Linked DNA regions of Mus musculus: all the other regions are linked to region 4. A link is a contact called in public HiCAR-type, HiChIP or PLAC-seq and promoter capture Hi-C data. All regions are on one chromosome and are shown on one strand. The core of a region is the stretch at or near the end of the contact, and the rest is flanking DNA. Distances in the headings are between cores, read along the strand shown. Region 1 holds the start of Serinc3 (serine incorporator 3). Region 2 holds the start of Gdap1l1 (ganglioside-induced differentiation-associated protein 1-like 1). Region 3 holds the start of Ppp1r16b (protein phosphatase 1, regulatory subunit 16B). Region 4 holds the start of Lpin3 (lipin 3).

Evidence for each region. Promoter capture Hi-C pulls out the DNA fragments that hold promoters and counts their contacts. HiCAR-type assays count read pairs that join an accessible place to other places. HiChIP or PLAC-seq counts read pairs in DNA pulled down with a chosen protein or histone mark.
Region 1: a contact with region 4 is called in a HiCAR-type map of astrocytes, with 3 times the contacts expected there. The contact joins the promoter of Serinc3 here to the promoter of Lpin3 in region 4. A contact is called at or near these places in 1 of 39 promoter capture datasets (cranial neural crest) and 1 of 115 datasets of contacts at active chromatin or transcription factors (astrocytes).
Region 2: a promoter capture Hi-C map of hippocampal neurons shows a contact between it and region 4, with 5 times the contacts expected there. The contact joins the promoter of Gdap1l1 here to the promoter of Lpin3 in region 4.
Region 3: an H3K4me3 HiChIP or PLAC-seq map of stem cell-derived neural progenitor cells shows a contact between it and region 4, with 6 times the contacts expected there. The contact joins the promoter of Ppp1r16b here to the promoter of Lpin3 in region 4. A contact is called at or near these places in 1 of 39 promoter capture datasets (pre-B cells), 1 of 484 Hi-C or Micro-C datasets (B cells), 6 of 115 datasets of contacts at active chromatin or transcription factors (astrocytes, double positive thymocytes, embryonic stem cells and 3 more) and 1 of 9 other capture datasets (adipose tissue).

Annotation. Positions count from the first base shown.
Region 1 is chr2:163,643,829-163,646,528 of GRCm38.p6, reverse strand. It overlaps Serinc3 (serine incorporator 3), which reads left to right and starts at 1,386. Exons shown (of 10, transcript NM_012032.4): 1 at 1,386-1,531. The coding sequence starts at 1,493. 0610039K10Rik (RIKEN cDNA 0610039K10 gene) reads right to left here and starts at 1,679. Exons shown (of 1, transcript NR_028113.1): 1 at 729-1,679.
Region 2 is chr2:163,437,045-163,439,880 of GRCm38.p6, reverse strand. Gdap1l1 (ganglioside-induced differentiation-associated protein 1-like 1) reads right to left here and starts at 1,414. Exons shown (of 6, transcript NM_144891.2): 1 at 1,156-1,414. The coding sequence starts at 1,335.
Region 3 is chr2:158,665,711-158,668,410 of GRCm38.p6, reverse strand. It overlaps Ppp1r16b (protein phosphatase 1, regulatory subunit 16B), which reads right to left and starts at 1,276. Exons shown (of 11, transcript NM_001159662.1): 1 at 1,162-1,276.
Region 4 is chr2:160,886,761-160,889,577 of GRCm38.p6, reverse strand. It overlaps Lpin3 (lipin 3), which reads right to left and starts at 1,410. Exons shown (of 20, transcript NM_001199118.1): 1 at 1,361-1,410.

The sequences.
Region 1 (2,700 bases), core at 137-2,636, 2.8 Mb before region 4:
TTTTGGTTTTTCGAGACAGGGTTTCTCAGTGTAGCCCTGGCTGTCCTGGAACTCACTCTGTAGACCAGGCTGGCCTCAAACTCAGAAATCCTCCTGCCCCTGCCTCCCAAGTGCTGGGATTAAAGGCGTGCACCACCACCGCCTGGCTGGGATCTGTACATTTTTAAGGGATGGGAACCCAAAGCAGGGGGTAGTGGGGAGCCTCAGTATTATCTAATTGTATTTTGATATTATGGGTACCTATTGGAGACTGGGCTGTATCCTGGGCACCTGGCTTCAAGGTCATTAATTCAGCTCTTGGAGTCAAGTCTTCTGGACTCTGGCCCGGAATTTTAGAATGATAAGGGAACAGAGGAGTGGGCGAGCTGCATGTAGTCAATTAGTGCATAACAGGCAATGGTTATAGGTTTTTATAACTTATGCATGTTGGCTCAGATAACAGTAGTTTCTATATTCTTTACTGGTTAACAGACAAGAAAACATTTGGACAAGTGGGGTAGGCATTCGGAGCAGGACCTTGTTTGGCCCGGCCTTCAAGGAGGGGAAGTTGTCCCTGAAATATCTGGACTCAGACAATTGTTTTCAACCGAGGTTGCTGAGCTGTTGGTAAAGTCCCCAGCTCCCCCAGGGCCTGAGACCTTGAATTTAGAAAACGAAAACGGTAGTACTTAGCATAAGTTTCTTTTGCTTGTTCCCAACAAAATGAGGACATGACTGCTCCAAGGTATGGCTGAGGAGAAAATTTTTATTATAGATATGAGAACGAGTACAGCCAGAGGCATCGGGAAGAGTCTAGGACAGGGAAAGTAGTGAGCTGAACCTGGCCAGCAGACTGACCCCCGCGGAGGGAGGGGGCAGGGGGAAAGGGGGGCAGGGGAAAAGAGGAAGGGGGAAAGGGGAAGGGGAGACAAGGCTGGAGAAGTTTCCGGTAGGGTGTGGGGTAAGAAGAGTGGCTTTTTTGTTCGTCTGAAACTCTATGTAGCACAGGATAGTTTTGAACTCCTGATCCTCCAGCCTCATCCTCTTTAGTTCTGGGATTACAGATGCTAACTGATTATTGAATGGCCCAACATAGCCTGTTTGCCTCTGAGTTTGCCAACATTCCATCTCTCAATAATCACAAAGTACTGCCCAGCCACGACTTAACAGTCTGTAGGATCTTTATTTAATTCGGATGTAGCTTCTTCCGAGGATAAGTGCAGTTCGTAGGGAACATGCTGTCTTTCTGCACCTTTATGTTGCCTCTGACCACCAGCGCCCCAAGCGAGCCCGGAGTTGTATGCCACGAACCCTCTACGTCCTCTGCCACCCCAGCAGTCTTAGGCTCCGCCTTCTCCCCCTCCGTGGGCGGGGCCACCCAATGACGTAAACTGGGCGTCCTGCGAAGGGCGGGCCCTGTTTCCGGCTTGAGGATCCGTCGCGTTTCTGAGGCGACGCCTCAGTCAGCAGTTAGGATCCGCTCGGAGCGGTCGGTCTCGGCCCCGGCGTCACCATGGGGGCCGTCCTCGGCGTCTTCTCCCTCGCCAGCTGGGTGAGTCCCGAGGCCTCGGCCGTCCGGGGCCTGAGGCGCGCAGGGGGTGGGTGTCGGGCCGCCCGAGGCGGACCCTCCACTCTCTGAGGCTAACAGAGAGGAGCGGGCAGGCCCAGGGTCCAGGCCCGGTAGCCGTCGTCCCGGAGTCGGGGTGCGGCGGCTCGGCTGGCTCTCGCTGTGGGCGGAGGGTCGCGGGAGGCCGGACCGCCATTGTTTACAATTTCGACGCCCCGCCCCCGCCAGCCTTCCGGACCCAGGGTTCCCGCGGCCAGGCGACGCCGAGGTTCCACGGCGCGGGTTCCTGAGTGGCTAGAGGATGGCGTCAGGGAATTTAGGGCCACTGTAGTCATTTTTCTTCATAGTTCGGCATATGCCAGCGCTACTGAGTGGGGTTGGGAGCGGGGCTTTTAAGTCAGCCCTGCTGCAGGTCGCGAGCAAAAGGCGTTTAATTAGAAGCCCCGCGGCCTAAATATTTTCGAATTAAACACCCTAGCATTCCTCTCCTCCAGAACTGTTGTGAGGATAAAGTAAAGAAATTAGTCCGATTCCCCTTGTCAATGGTAAAACGTTTTTAGAAGTTAATTTTAGGATCTCTTTAACCTAAGGAATAATCTAACAAATCTGCCTCAGAGGAACTTGGTAGCTTGAACCACAGTGCCTAATTGTTTTCTCCTTCCCGAGCTGATGTAATGAACCAAGGACTCAGGCTCTGCTCATGTCAATGGCATGTCTCAGGGCAGAAGTAATGTCGAAGATATCTTGTATATTTTTCTCCTCCTGGTTTAAAACCATAATTTGAAAATATCCTATCCAGGTGTTCATATCTAGAAACTCCTTGCATATATTGTTAATTCAGTTTTTACCCAGTAGGGGGTTAGGATACCAGAGTGGAATGAGAGAAGAGTACGAAATTAAAGGCTGTGGAGGGCCATGGCAGATCATTTGTTATTTGTTTTGAGACCCTGTCTCAAAACAGGGAGGTGCAAATTACAGTTTATGGGTAGGTTTTTAGAGGCTGTGGGTTTAGTCTCCAATTGCCACTATCCACCCCCATCTCCCATCCCACGCCAAAAAAGGGGGACAGAATATCAGGGAGCCAAATCATGCAGATACCCACTGTATGCCTTTATTTTTTAGGCAATCTCTTTGGTCATTCTGGGTGTTTAAGA
Region 2 (2,836 bases), core at 165-2,664, 2.6 Mb before region 4:
GATGGTTCTCCCACTGGGCTCTCCCTGGCTAATCTCAGACTCAAGGACTCTAAATTGGGAGACCAAAGAGTGATAGGTAGCCCAACTTTCTCAGTATCACCTAGGTGGGCCTCTAGACTAACAGCCATCTGGGGCAGATTCTGGCAGGCTGTGTCTTAGCCAGGATCATGAAGTGATTTCAAGGCACAGTGGGGTGTGAGTAGAGCCAGCCTGGAGTACTGTTGTGTCACCCCTTAAACAGCCCCTCCAGAAACTCTACTGAGGGGTTCAAGTTCCTGGTGGCTATTATTACCTCTATCACTATCCCATTTTTCAGGTTATAAAACTTAACCTGGACCAAAACACAAATCCAAGTCTTTGTTTTCCCAAGCATTTATCTTCAGCAATACTTGCCGGCCCCCATGTGTAAAATGAAGGCATGGGACAGGGCGGTGGGGAGCTGGGGTAGTCAGGTAACAAACAGCTATGCCTTAGAACGAGTTCTGGGCTCTGGCCATGGTGCTGAACCCACTGGCTACAGACAGGACTGCTACCCAGGCAGGGTGGGAGACTGAGTCCCTTAGAACCACCAGGTATTGGGCGCAGAGCCTAATCTCACTCCTACAAAGCGGAAACCCCGGTGACAGTACTAAGGTGTACTTTCAACTGCCCCTACCCTAGAAAGGAGGGGAGTGTTCTAAGTGGTCTAAGGAGCCAAAGCCGGTCTGTGCCTTTAAGAGCAAAACAAATCTGATGGGCAAGCCAGCTGCTCTGAGGGGATGGGTTAACTCCTTCCTTCTCAGCTCTTGAGAAAGGGTGACGGCGGGAGGAAAGACTTCCTAAGTCCCTGACTGAAGAAGACCCCTGCTAGAACGAGGGCCTCAGAGCTGTGGCCCGAGAGTGTCTGGAACAGTGGATGGGATGAAAGCTGGCCTAAAGTGAGGCTTCCTCTGCTCAGCCCCATCAGGCCGCTTGCCGGCAGGGCAGGTCTGTCCCCGGCCTTTGTCTCTCTGTTCAGGTGTCCCCAGGAGGAAACGAGGCCTAAGGAGATGCTCCTGGCATTGGGGCAGGGCTCTGCGGCCCCTCAGGACAGTTCCCTCCGGGGACCCCCGGTGCTACCTGCCTCTCTCTCCGGTCCCCTCCCAGTCGCCTGTCCGCACCCCGCGCCCGCTCTACCTTCTGCGAGCTGAAGGACTGGGTCCAGTGGTACAGAACCAGGCTCTCCTTGGGCCAATGGGCGGGGCTGGATGCCTCGGGCGCGTCGGGGGTCTCCACCGGCTTGGCTGCATCGCTCTCCAGTGCCGAGATGGGCCACCAGCTGCAGTTGGTGGGGGTCAGGTTGTTGGGGGTCGCCATGACAGCCCGCGATCCGAGGAAGGAGGAAGGAGGCGGCTCGGCAGCGGCTCGCTGGCGCCCAGCATCACATGGCCTCTTCGAGCCTGCCCCTCTTCCTCCTCCCCCTCCCCGCGATGTCATTACTCACTGGGTGCAGGAGGAGGGGCAAGGGGATCCCGGGGCTCTTTCCTCCTCCTCCCAGCTGGAGGTCCTCCCTGAGGGCCCTAGGGAGGGAAGGTTGCAGAAACCCGGGCCAAGCCCCCCAGAGCGCTCACAGTTGGTCAGTCACCTGCCAAAGACTTCACCATAATTACGCATTTGTGCCTCTCAATCTTGCGGAAACACTTCTTAGTTTAGATAAATGGCAGTATAGAGGTCTGTTAACCCTTTTTCACAAGTAGTGTCTGGAGATAGCTTTATTTGAAACTCCATTTTCTGATGTTCCCCTTCCTAAAGGGTTTCCAACAGCAGAAGGGGATGAATTGTAATTTGTTAACCACATCGGCACTTTCTCTCTGCCCAGGCACAGGCACTAAGGGCTTTCCAGCGGTCTACCCCTTTGGCCTGATTTACAGAGGAAGAAAGGGAGGCTCAGAGGAGAAGTGACCTTGCTCAAGGTCATAGAGCTGCTAACTGGTGGAGCTGAGATTCAAACTCAAGGCTGGCTTCATACAGGACGGGACTGGCTCGTGATTCAGCAGTCCTGCAAGCAGCAACTCAAGCTCTTTAAAGGAATCATGTGTCTTAGCTATGTAGACATGACTTTCCCAGGTGAGGAGGGGTACCATTGGTGGGATCCTAGGTGACACCATTACCCTAGGATATGTAGCCAGGTAGGAGTCTGTAGACAGCCCTTGTGCCTCTCCTGTAGGAGATTTTAAATGTTCTTTGGAACTTAGGTAAGGTTACCTAAGCATACCCATGCTTCCCCTGGAAAATATTTTATTAGATATTTATTTATTTGTATGTGTATGGGTGTTTTTGTCTGCATGAATATGTCTGGGTGCCAGATGCATGTCTAGTGCCCTCGGAGGCCAGAAGAGGTGTCAGATCCCCTGGAATTGGAGTTACAGTTGTTAGACACCATGTGGATTTGAACACCAGTCCTCTGGAAGAACAGCCAGTGTTCTTAATAGCTGAGCCACCTCTTCAGTCCCAGAATATGAATGTTATTAATGTCATAATTTACCTTTGAGAAGTGGACCCCGAGATAGTAGTTGAAAAATACAGTTGCTGGCCCCTAAAGAGTGGGAGAAGTTATAAGAAATATATCCTTGGGCAATGTCTGCAAACGTCACAGAATGTACTTATGTAGGCCAATTTTACTAAGAACCCCTGTCTCGTGAGCCCGTTTGTCGAACCCTGCTCTTATGAGTTAGTGTAACTGGGAGAGCAGGCCTCACTGTTTGCTGTTTCGGAGTCCTGGACACTTCACCTCACAGACAGTGTTGAAGACGTGGCTGGTCTTTTTTTTATTTTTATTTTTATTTTTATTTTTATTTTTATTTATTTATTTTTTTCT
Region 3 (2,700 bases), core at 27-2,526, 2.2 Mb after region 4:
CTCTACAGAGGGCGATTCACAGGCCGCACCTGGTGCTCCCGGGAACCAGGAGCTGGTGGGCGCCTCTGACAGCAAGAACAGGAGCCCTTTATGAGCAGTGTAATCACATGGGCGCACAAGCACCGGCTTTCCGTTCTGTGCAGCCTCATCTCTGCCCCCCCCCCCTTCTGATTCCAGGAGAGCAAAGGCTTCCAGGCCTGGCCAGTAGTGGTGGCGCTCCAGTGGGTTGCAGAGAGGGCCGTAGTCACAGCTCACCTAGACCCGATTATCCGCCCGGGGCTGGAAGCTGCATCAGCAACATCTTCCGTAAAGCTGGAGGCAGGGCTGGGAGGGGAGCGCAGAGGAAGAGAGTCTGCATCCGCTACGGAGGCGGGTAGGAGAGCCTCCGGCTCCTCGCTCCCACTCGGGGCGATCAGGGTGCTCTGCGTGACCTTGTGGGAGACCCCTCAGTTGACCTCTGGGGTAGGGCTGCGCCGTTTCTGCCTGTCTTGGGCGCTCGGGGGCGCTGCTCCCTGCGGGAACGGATGCGCGGGACTCGCGAGGAGTGGAGCGCTCTGGGCGCCGGGACCCGCAGCTCGCGCCCAAGGCGGCGGGCGAAGAGGCCGAGAGCATCCCTTCTGGGGAATCACCCCGCCGGGGGCTACCGGGACCGACCGACACTCTCTAGGGGTGGAGATCCCGCACTAGGTCAGGTTTGCCCTTAGGGACGCCTGCCCCCGGGACTTTTCCCACCCCCGGAGCAGCGCTCTCAGCGCGCTGCCTGCCCAGACCAAGCGCCGCCACGCGAGGGGGCGGCGCCCCCATGCCGGGCTCGTAGACCGCTTGCCCAGGGCGTCTGGTGTTCTGTGGTTTCATCACCCAGCCTTGTAACCCTGGCAGACAGTAGCCCAGACAGACCACGGACCTCACATCGCCCCCCAGAATCCAGCCATCGCAGCCCTGCCAATTCACTCTCTACACCAGCCTCCCCATCCGATAGCGAGATGTGGGAGACTGCACCTTTCCAGCACACTCCACCGCCACCGCCCCCCTCCCCAATTATCTTAAGCCACCCTCCCTTGGCTGAGCCACCCCTCTCCACCAGCCAGACTGGAAGGGCCCGAGACACCTGCCCGCCGGATCCGCAGAGTGCAGAGAGGAATGCGGCGCCGCTCAACTCACCCGCTCTCTCGAGCCCTACCCCGGGCGGCTCCGGCCCCGGCTCGATCCGCAGGTCCCAGAGCCGCAGCTGGTGGTGCGGCGACAGAGCCAGCTCGGCTGGGTAGCGAGCCACCGTGCCGCCTCTTGACTCCTCCCTTAAGGCGGAGCCTCAGCTCCCGGGGGAAAGGGGTGGGCCCGCGCATCCCCAAGGGGCTTGTCACCGAGCAACAAGAAGGTCTAGATCTTAGCGCCCTCCAAATGAAGACCCCTTTTCTGAGCTGCAGGAATTTGGAAGCAGCTGAGACACAGTCAGGCTTCAGGATAGTTCTCCTTGACTGTGTCCCACCTCTAACCTCCAGTACAGACAGGGGGGGAAGCCAGGGTGGTATTTTATTCCCATTTGACAGATAGACCCAGTGAGGCCCAGAAAGGGATAATATCCTACCTGTAGTAGCAGAGAATGGGGTCAGTTCAGTGCCCGAAAGTCAATCTCCCACGTTGAGCTTGATTCTGAAGGCTCCACAAACATCAGGAACTTGGCCAGGCCTTATCTAGAGGACGGGGCTATATAGATAGGTCTTTTACCTGAGAAAAGGCAATAGACCATGGCCTGTGACGTGGAGTCCAGTCACTCTTTCGCTCTGGAAAGAGGGGAGGTGAAGAGAAGGAGGAAGGAAGTGGTCATGCCTAGGTTGATGACTCTCACCAGCTGAGGTGCCCGGAAGATCTAGGCCCAGCTGCTTCCTTGAGGTTTCCTGCTAAGAACAAGACCCAAACGCCCTGGGTTTCTGTCATGTAACCTAGGCGGCTGCTGGGCAGAAGATCCTGCAGTGTGTGCCTTCCCTCGAAGGCAATGGGTTTAACTCTGTTTAATCTAATTTTGAAAGTTGCTCCTTTAAATTGCTCCTCCCCCCAGGGAGAGGGGAGAAAGTGGACAAAGAGAAAAGCCCTATCCCAAACATTCTCTGGAATCCGCATTCCCTGAAAGCTGACTTTAGAACAATGGGGTTCTCTTCTCCACAAAGGGCTTTGTTCCTGCACTTTCCCAGCCTCCAGATTAGAGCCAGAGGCACCCAGGGCTAAGCAGCTGGGGAGGCAGACAAGATTCACAGTTTAGGTCTCAGGGATCCTCCCGTAATCCTGTTTGAAACACTCAGGGATAGAACCATAGAACCGGTAAAGCCGGGAGCAACACCAAGTGTACTGATTTCCTTTTTATTTTCTTTTAAGACAGGGTCTCACTCAGCAGCCCTGACTGGCTCAGAACTCACTATGTGGATCATGCTGGATTTAAAAGCAAGAGATCCGGTGACCTCTACCTCCTCAGTGCTGGGATTAAAGACATGTTGGGATTAAAGGCAGGGTCACTACACCCTGCCTGATTTCCTACTTGCTGAATACACTCAGTTACTTTTCTTGGAGGAGCAAAACCCTGTGGGTTGAGTAAGGAAATATAGCTCAGTGGATAGAGTGCTTGCCTAGCAGGCACAAAACTCTGGGCTCAGCCCCCAGTACCCTGTGTGTACACCAGTACCCTGCATGTGTGCCAGTACCAGGTGT
Region 4 (2,817 bases), core at 161-2,660:
CTTAAGTCAGACTCATCTCACCTAGACTCCCACTCTCTTGGGCTTCGGGTACCTCTAAGTAAAATCCTACCCCTACCCCACAAACACCCCTAAGGAAACCTTTTTGACTTTTTTCTTCCATGACTGTCCTACTGTTTAGGCTAAGTACTAGAGACTCAGATTATTGATGGCAGCAAAGCACTGTGGGTAAGAACACCACAGTGGCTGAGTTCTAATCTATACTTTGCCCCTTCCCAGGGCAAAATGCTTCATTTATCTGAGGTTTTCTTTTTAAGTATTTTTGTTTTAATTTTTTTTCTGTGCATTGGTGCTTTGCCTGCATCTATGTCTATGTGAGGGTGTCAGACCCCAGAACTGGAATTACAGATGTGAGCTGCCATGTGGTTGCTGGGAATTGAACCCGGGTTCTCTAGAAGAGCAACCAGTGCTCTTAACTCTGAGCCATCTCTCCAGTCCCTATTTATCTGAGCCTTCGTTCCAGCTTCTTTAAGTGGAGATAGTATCAGGCAGGGATGAGTACCCGCTGAGATAATTTGGATACAGCCCTGTTGTACAGTAGGTGTTATGCCTGTGTGTGACATCTAGCAGAGACACCAGCATCGTGACTTTTCCACACTCACTCAGGCTGTGGGCTGTGCAGTAGGCCAGTCTCTACTTGCAGTTAACAGTTTAGACACAGTAGGCTGCCACCCAACACCATGACCAGTGGGAACCTCACTATTTACAAAATAGAAAGGTGAACTCCAGGCTTTGTGGAGTACCTTGTTCAAGCCAGGCTAGATATATCCTCAAAGTTCTAGGGCTAGCTTGTCTCTACCACAGGGAAGCCAAACCAAGGTCCTCTGGACTCTTGGGACCCCAGATATTGAGATGGGGGAGTTATGGAGTGGGGATGACTTTCCAACTGCCACCAAAGAGAGTAGGGGTATAAGGAGGGGCCCTTATACCAGGGAAGCGGTCTACCGCTAAGTTACAATTCCCCAGCATTGGGAAACTGCCGCTTCAGTTCCCCTCATTGACAGGCAAGACAGGCCAGACAAGGGCCAGGGACACTCTTTGCAACTGAGGACTCTTATTACCAAGGACACGCCGCCAGTCTTGGGAAGCCTCTCTAAAAGGTTCTGGCATTCCTCTCTAGCTTCCTAGTCCTGGCTATCCAGGGAGCTCGCAGGGGAAGGGGCAGGAAGTGAAGCCAGCCTTCCCCTACTCTTTCCCTAGCTCCCTGTGGTCTCTGTCCCTTGACGTGAAAATGAGATAGAACAGAGTGGAAGAAAAACATATTTTGTTTTCCTATGGGCTAGGTTTCTACGTTGAAACTTCCCTCCCGAGGACCACTGAGACCCAGAAACGCCGCCTCTACCTGTACGCAGAGGTTCCACAGGTAAGGGTCCAGGTCCCGGCACTTCCGCTTTCTCTGAGACCCGGTGAGATCCGGTCTCCACTCCTTCCACCAACCAGGTGCGGCTCTCACTGTTCCCGGTCAGTCCAGGCTCCACCCTTCACTTCGAGAAGACCCCGCCCCCGTCCCGTGGTCCCACTCCAGGGCGCCCTTTTTCCTATGGGGAGCAACAGACTTCGGGGCTCTGACTCGTTCCCAGCCACACCCGTGGCCACACCAGCTGTCACGACAGGAGCACGAAAGACGTACGGACTTTAGAACCGCGTCTACCTACGTCCTGTTCCTTACTACCTGCCTCTGTGACCTTGAGCGAATCTCCCACGGATACCAGAGGAAAGCTACTTGTAAGATTTGACGGAGAACACGAATATCTTTGTCGAGGGCTTGGCGCTTGTATTTCCCATCCCGGGAACAGCGTTTCTTGATCCTCCACACCCCCTTTCTAGCCGAGGTCTAACTACCTATATGCTCACAGTTGGAATGTCTTATTTGCTCAGTTAATGTCAGTCTTGTTTGTTTTTGCATACTGACATCAAAACTCGGTGGTACACGCAAAGAGATCTACCACCGTTACACCACCCAGCTTCAACCGAGCTTGAACGCCTTTAAGAACGGACCACCTTCATACGCTCAGTGCTATTGCAAACCTGCTCAGTCATCTATCAGACACTTTAGCGAGTGGGCAGTGCGCTTAATACTACCACGGGCCAGCAGAGGGCAGATGGTGACCAGTCTTCTCACCCAATCACACTTTCTCACCACCCAACACTCTCAAGAGCAAGACAAGTGAGCAGATTTGTAGGCAATAAACCCAAGGGGCCAGCCAGGAATGACTTTGAATCCCTGACTCAGAGACCTCTCCGACTACCTGTATGGATGATCCCTGCAAACAAGATGTGCTGGAAAACATGAGACGCTGAAGGCGTTTGTTCGAAAAAGCACACACGGTCAGGCTTTGCCTAAAAGATGGCTCATTCAACCCAGCACGGTGGCGCACACCTTTATACCAACACTGGGAGGCAGGGGCAGGCAGATGCCAGAGTTTCAAGGTAAGATGTCCTTCAGAGGTAGTTCTGGGACAGCCAGGGAGACCCATAAAAACCCTGTCTGGAAAAAACAAAACTAACAGACAGACACACAAACAAAAATGGTTCAGCCAGTAAAGGTGCTTGCTTCTGAGTTGAATAACCGTAATCCACACTTACAAGGTATCTCGGGCAGGCTGTGAAGCCATCGTACACGCTGTATACACTCCAAATCAGTGGTTCTCAAACTTCCTAATGCTGTGACCTGATTCAGTTCCTCATGCTGTGGTGACCTCCAATCATAAAAATTATTTTTGTTGCTACTTCATAACTGTAATTTTGCTACTGTTAAGAGTCATTATGTAAATATCAAATATGCAAGATATCTGATAT